Regions from separate parts of the Sus scrofa genome. Here region 2 is linked to region 1. Evidence: chromatin contacts called from public Hi-C data. All regions are on one chromosome and are shown on one strand. Each heading gives the region's core, a stretch centred on a gene start, on an enhancer-like site or on the middle of the called end of the contact. The rest is flanking DNA. Distances are from core to core; before and after follow the strand shown.

Region 1 (3,649 bases), core at 163-2,662:
GGGCCATCAACCCGTCTTCAGGTAGATGCTCCTGCCGTTTACACGATATGACCACCAGATGGCGCACAGGAAAGGATCAAATTCAGGCCCTTAATGGGTGGCTGGTGTGTGTTATTAAAGCCACCGGCCTGCCAGGCTCACCCTTCGGCATGCACAAGTTTCCCGGCCGGGGATCCACCTTGCACCACAGAAGTGACAGCAGCTGGATCCTTGGTCCCGCCGTGCCACCAAGGGACTCTGGATTTGGGTTTCTTTTTTCTTTTGTATTTTTTAGGGCTGCACCCCGCGGCATATGGAGGTTCGCAGGCTAGAGGTCAAACGAGCCGTGTCTACAACCTACACCACACTTCACGGCAATGCCGGGATCCTTAACCCACTGAGCAAGGCCAGGGATTGAACCTGCATCTTCATGGTTCCTAGTCAGATTCCTTTTCACTGTGCCACAATGGGAACTCCCAGATTTGGGTTTCTGTTAGATGATTTGGGGAAAGGTAAAGTGAAGATTGTTCTGGATTGGGTGCTGTCAGAAAATGGGACTAACTTGTTGACCGAGTATCTTTTTTTTTTTTTTGCTTTTTAGGGCTGTACCCGCGGCGTATAGAAGTTCCCAGGCTGGGGTCAAACGAGCCGCGTCTGCAGCCTACACCACAGCTCAGGGCAACGCCAGATCCTTAACCCACTGAGAGAGGGCAGGAATCGAACCTGCAACCTCATGGTTCCTAGTCGGATTCATTTCTGCTGCTCCACGACGTTAAGTCCAAACAATATTCAGTTTATAAAAAACTTTTTTTTTTTTTTTTTTTGGCCTCTTCTAGGGCCTCTCCCGCGGCATATGGAGGTTCCCAAGCTAGGGGTCTAATCAGAGCTGTAGCCACTGGCCTACACTACAGCCACAGCAACGCCAGATCCGAGCTGCATCTGCAACCTACACCACAGCTCACAGCAACGCCAGATCCTTAACCCCTTAGCAAGGCCAGGGATCGAACCAGAAACCTCATGGTTCCTAGTCGGATTCGTTAACCACTGAGCCACAACGGGAACTCCTATAAAAAACTTCTATGAGAAGATGCTCATAAAGAAAGCTGATAGGTTGTCTTCCATTTCTGGTTTGTCCAAAATATATATATTCTAGACTTCATAAAGAGAGACTTGTATTCAAAAGGATTATTGCAAGGGTAGAGCAGGGCAGGGGGAACAATTGCAATGAGAGAAATCTGTGATCATAGGTCTGCAATCATCTAAGAGTTAGACAAAAAGATTTTCCTCTGTTCCAGAGAGGAGTAAACAAGGCTGGGAAGAGCCAGACTTGGGATGCTGGATGAAAGAGTGGCCTGAGCGGAAGGCAGATTAGAGAATGTTTGACCCTGAGGCCAGCCTATTCTCAGAAGCTGGGAGTGGGCCAAAGTTCAAGGGCCTGGAGGAAGGAGAGAAGCTTAATCAAAGCTTGGTTAACAGCATTTGTTGCATGGATCAGTGAGGACAAGCATTTCAGCTAATCATTTATGAAGCAAAGAAAAGGAATTTTGAAGGTCTGCGCCTGGCCTTGTCAATAGGGAAACAAGGGGCATCTGGGAGTCTTACCTAAGTCAGAGGGGAATGCTCGGGTCTTTGCATTAAGCAAAGTCTCTTGGGGGATTTCTTTTTTTAATTTTTAAAAATTTTAATTAATTAATTAGAAGTATAGTTGATTTACAATGTTATGTTAGTTTCAGGTGCACAGCAAAATGATTCATATATATATAATATATATTTGTATATACACACATTTTTTTTCTTTTTTAATAGCCACACCCGCTGTATATGGAAGTTCCCAGGCCAGAGATTGAATCCAAACTACAGCTGCACTGGGAGCCACTGCAGTCGGATTCTTAATCCACTGCACCATAGCTGGAACTCCATATATCTTTTTTTTTTTTCAAGTTCTTTTCCTTTATGGATTAATTACAAAATATTGAGTAGTAGTTACTTGTTGGTTATCTATTTTCTATATAATAATGTGTTAATGTTAATGTGGGAGGATTTTTTTTTCCTCACTTGCCCACACCCAAGGCATATGGAAATCCCGGGCCAGGGACTGAATCCAGCCAGAGCTCTAACCTACACCACAGGCGGGATCCTAAACCCATTGTGCCAGATCCGGATCATTAATCCACTGTGCCACAGGGGGAACTTTACATGAGGGGGTTTCTTAATCCTTGCCACCCTTTTCCAGGATCACAGGACTCAGGTAAAATTCATCATTTTCAGGTTGCATGTTCATGCATCCTGTTTCTCCACTTGCTGTGTTTCGGATAAAGGATGAAATGTGGGCTTGAATGTGACCTGAGAGATCCTGGATCCTTCCATAGAGGCTCAGGTCTGTGAGACAGAGGGGCTGGGGAAGAGCTGGCAAAAGCGCTGGGCAAACTTGGCTGTTGAGACCATATTCATTGTATAACTTTTGCGGCTCTTGCATTTGTTCTGAACTACAAGTGCATCATTGTAAAACTTAAAGTGAGACAACATCAGTTCTGGTTGTGGCTCAGAGGGTTAAGAACCCAACTAGTATACATGAGGATACGGGTTTGATCCTTGGCCTAACTCAGCGGCTTAAGGATCTGGAGTTGCTGCAAGCTGTGATGTAGGTCACAGATGTGGCTTGTATCCCTGGCAGCAGTGGCTGTGGCATAGCTGCAGTTCTTATTGACTCCTAGCCTGGGAACTTCCATATGCCTGAGGGTGTGGCCCTAAAAAGACGAAAAAGAGGCAACATCAGCACTTGTGAAACCACACTTTAGCTGAACCCAAGTAGAGGGCTCAGCCCTATTTGCTGGTGCCTTGGGGCATCTCAGCTTGAAATGCTGCTTGGGCCCCCACCCCCTGCAGAACATACACCGCCCTCCCCACCCTGAATGTTTTCCTGGACAGCTTACTTCACTTCCCTTGTAAGGATTCCAGCCTTTCGCTGGCTTGTCAGGGCTTCCGGGCCACTTTGCACCCCGGACATCTCCCATTCATTCTTTCCTCTCCTTTCATAGCCTTTCGTTCTGCAGTGACACAGGCTTGAGGGCTGCTCATATATTCCGCCCTGGTGCAGGGCAATCTTGTAACTCAGGCAATTTGCCCTGTGTCCTGGAGGCCAACCTGGATCTGGGGTAGACCTTGAGAGGGTCCCCATGCCATGGAGGAACGTCTTTATTCACCCTCCTGCCAGGTTCTGATCAGGCAAGCTTTGATTTACTTTCCCTTTCAAGAACCAAGGGGATAAAGCTGTCAAGAACAAGCTGATGATTCGAAGTAATTCTGCAGATTTATGAAAATGTGCAAAATGCAAGCGGTGCGTGACAAGCAGCAGCCGGACGCACGCAGCCGCGACGTGGGTGCCGTGGGTCTGGCCGCGCCCCTCCCGCCGGTTCCTCTTTCCAGGAGAGACTCCCCTCCTCCCTCTGCCCTTCTAGAAAACAAAACTAAACCCTGCCAGTCTGAGAGAGAGGATGTGAATCAGAGCATCCTGTAAGTGGAAGGAACTTTCCTGACCTGTCTGATCCAACTCCCTCCTTGGGGAAAATACTTGTCTCTTCACACTGGGAAAGCTGGCTCGGGCCCTTTTTCTCTACCTCTAGGAAGGTCCTAATTGTCTATCTTCCCAGGAGTGGGCCTCCTTCCTTCC
Region 2 (3,816 bases), core at 324-2,823, 180 kb after region 1:
GCCAGGCAGTGGCAAAGAAATGGGATAGAAGATTGTGGGAGACACTGGGTACACAGAATGGCACTGACCAACCAGAATTGTCAGGAGGCAAGTATAAAATCAGTGAGGGGAATGAGACAGTGGAACTATGCCCTTTATCCTGTATAGTGCAAACTAAAACGTAATTTGAAGGTTCTTGAAAGATGGCTTACAAGTATGATATTTCTGTCTCCCAGATGATTTGCTGAGCTGTGTGTTACACAGTTTTTGGTCCTTGCTTATTTCCCAAGATACTTGCTACGATTTTATTGGTCAGGAAAAAAGAAAACTTAGTAAATTATCTTTATCACATGTGATGGTGTTGCTTGATTTGATTTAATAAACACTGTACCCTAAGTATTGTGCCATCTGGAATCTCTTGAGGTTCATATATGTGTGGTAATATTTGCGAATCCTTGTTTCTACTGTTAATGTCCTATTTTTAATAACCAGAAAGGAATGAAGCCCTTACCATTTTCCCAGCTGCAAGTGTTCCGTTAAATATGTTTCTGGAGTTCCCATTATGACGCAGTAGAAATGAATCTGACTAGTATCCATGACGAGGTGGGTTCCATCCCTGGCCTCGTTCAGCGGGTTGGGGATCCGGCGTTGCCATGAGCTGTGGTGTAGGTCGCACGTGCAGTTTGGATCTGGTGTTGCTATGGCTGTGGTATAGGCTGGCAACTGTAGCTCCGATTCAGCCCCTAGCCTGGGAACTTCCATATACCATAGGTGTGACCAAAAAAAAAAAAAAAAAAAATTCTGAAATGTGTCAGAATTATTGATTCATTTAGGTCTACATGTGAGAAAACTACAGTGATGGCAAATACATCAAAGGAAAAAAGATGTATGAATTAAGGAAAACAGTTACAGTAGCATATACATTGCTGTTTCTTTTCCTTTTGGAGTCTAATACCGGCATACCTTTGAGATACTGTGGGTTTGGTTCCAGATTACCACAGTAAAGTGACTAGCACAATAAAGGAAGAATTTTTCGGTTTCCCAGTGCATATAAAAATTATGTTTACACTATGCTGCTGTCTATTAAGTGTGCAATAGCATTATGTCTAAAAAAATATATATAGATATCTTAATTTAAAATACTTCAGTGCTGGAGTTCCTGTCGTGGCTCAGAGGTTAACGAATCTGACTAGCATCCACGAGGACACAGGTTCAATCCCTGGTCTTGCTCAGTGGATTAAGGATCTGGCATTGCTGTGAGCTGTGGTCTAGGTCACAGATGCGGCTCAGATCCTGCATTGCTGGTGTAGGCCAGCAGCTACAGCCCCAATTCGACCTCTAGCCTCTATGCCACTGGTGCGGCTCTTTTTAAGAAGCAAAACCAAAAAACACTTTAGTGCTTAAAAATACTAACCATCATCTGACAACACAGGTTACCACAAATTGTCAATTCGTAAAAAATACAGCATCTTCCAAATTCCCTTGTGGCTCAGTGGGTTAAGGATCCAGTGTTGTCACTACTATGGCTCGGGTCACAGCTGTGGCTCAAGTTCTGTCCCTGGCCTGGGAACTTTAGCATGCTATGGTGCAGCCAAAACAAACAAACACACACACACACAAAACAAAACAGTATCTTTAAAGCACAGTAAAAATGAGGTAGGCTTGTATTTATCACTATAAATATCCACCTCCTTTCAAATCTGAGTCAGAAAGTTTGGAAATTTTCATCACTGCTTTACTCAAAATAGTTATTATCCTTCCATGTAGCCCATGTTTTCCTACTTTCAGAAAGCAGTGCCCTTCCTGCCAGTTGAGCCTTCTGTATGCCAAAAGAATATTGATTGTGGAGGTGATGCTGCTGATAATAATAGCTAATATTATTAAGCTAGTCTGCACTAGCTTCTCTGCTGACTGCATTAAGTGTATTAGCTCATCATCCTTATTACAAACGTATCCCTACTGATGAAGCCTGTTGTTTCACCCATTTTTATGATTGGGGCTCAGAGATAGTCAACAACTTGCTTTCAGGATCACATAGTTAGAAAGTGGTAAAAATAGGATTCAGACCTACGACTGCTGATTCAGGGGCCCAAGCACTTAACCATTATACTGCATGTACTTCTGGCTGTTACTCTAATATGAAGGTGACATGTGATTACTCTTAGAGTTGGATATTTTGCTTTGGTAGCCCCCCCCCCCCAAAATTTTGAATAACCTAAAATATTGAACACCTGTCGTATCAATCTAATGAGGCCTTTCAGAATGAAAGAGCCCTGACATGCCTCCCTTCTGCCTCACTGGGCTCGGTTAAGAGGGGGGACCCAAAAGAAGGTAGGATTATACTTTGAGAAGCAAGATACATTCTCAGGTGCCATTGTCCCTCCTGAAGAGCAAAGTAAAGATTGAGATTATGTAGCCTAACCCTGAAATGGGGCCATTGTTACATGTTGGTAAAAGTACAAGCTTGGGTTAGTGGCAAGGTTAGGATTATAACCCAGGTCTCCTTTATTCCTTGCATCATGTTCATGATGTCTCATTCATAAAGACTGTGGAAGTCTGGAAAATCTTCACCATCAGTATTCTTGTACATAATTTGGGAACGGAGCACTATGCAATAAAGAAAAAGGTTAATTTTTGAAAAGCTTTATTTGATTGAACTCTTATTTAAATAGGCTATTTTAACTTTAATGAAGACTATAAACAGGGAATAGTTATGTATTCAGAATGAAATCTTCCTCTCTTACAGATAATGCAAGTGAAGCCTTGGGGAGGAAATTAGCAGAGAGAATTTAATATGCTGATTACAAGGCAGAAATAAAGAGCTTATGACTGAAAGTTTTACCTGATTTACCTTAGTTAATTTGAAGTTTCATGCTCCACTGAAGAGCTATCTCTGCTTTATAAACACTAAACTTAAAATGTGCTAAAAGATGCTGACCCTTATCGATTCATACGTTCCAGATGAGTGTAATAAATACCATAGGCTATTTTTCTGAAGTGGATAAGTTTATCATCAGTACAGACTAGTCATCAGCTTAATCAATTTTTTTCTTGTGTTTGTAAAATATCCTAATTTTTAAAATCACTTTGATATGGGTAGACTATTCATTTACATAGTTTTTATTTTCTTTCAGTAGCATTAGAGTACTTATTCATTCACTTGGCAAATATTTATGGAACCCCTGCTATATGCAAGGCACTGTCCCGTTCATTGGGAGTTTAGCAATGAATTAAAATAATGAAAATCTCTGCTTTCAATATGAGGAAGCAAACAAGACAACTTAATATGTAAAATAGGTAACCTGTCAGAAAGTGATAAGGTTTGTGAAGAAAAATAAAGCAGGGAAAGAAGTATAGGGACTGCTTAAGAGGGAAGATTTCAATTTTAAAATCTTACTGCTGTATTTTATTGCTTTCAATCTTATATAATCTCAAGTTTTCCCATTTCCACACAGAGCCCCAAGCTTTACATTTTCGACTAGATTACAGTCTGAAAGGGAAAAAATCTCAGAACTAATTAGAGGGTAAAGGGATCTATAACCATGCCTATGCAAATGGTTGATCAACTATTAGAATTTCATATGCTACTTACAAAGCAGAAGCAAATAAGCTGTCTTTAGTATTTCAGCAAATGTGATCACCTTTGGCAAAATTATAGCTAGTAAATGATGCTTAATAATGCAAAGAATAAATGAATTACTTAACAAGACTGGGAATGTGTGGACTTCAGAGTCATTCACATGCTCATTTCTATGTTTTGAAAATAAAACTAGGGAGGTCCTGTTGTGGCTCAGCAGGTTACGAACCTGACTGGTATCCGTGAAGGTGCTGGTTCAA

Evidence for each region. Hi-C and Micro-C count contacts between places; a contact is called where the count stands out from the background.
Region 2: a contact with region 1 is called in a Hi-C map of liver, with 8 times the contacts expected there. The contact joins two enhancer-like sites. A contact is called at or near these places in 2 of 47 Hi-C or Micro-C datasets (embryonic fibroblasts and liver).

What each region holds. Positions count from the first base shown.
Region 1 is chr5:42,617,754-42,621,402 of Sscrofa11.1, forward strand. No RefSeq gene overlaps it. Among named protein-coding and RNA genes, the nearest start is that of DENND5B, 23 kb to the right of the region's middle. Within about 2 kb of position 1,413, at least 22 of the 83 cell types and tissues checked have an H3K27ac peak or open chromatin away from gene starts, as enhancers often do. A contact at or near this core is called in liver, where this site is marked.
Region 2 is chr5:42,798,243-42,802,058 of Sscrofa11.1, forward strand. All of the region lies in intron 9 of DENND5B (DENN domain-containing protein 5B), which reads left to right. Among named protein-coding and RNA genes, the nearest start is that of FAM60A, 130 kb to the right of the region's middle. Within about 2 kb of position 1,574, at least 1 of the 83 cell types and tissues checked has an H3K27ac peak or open chromatin away from gene starts, as enhancers often do. A contact at or near this core is called in liver, where this site is marked.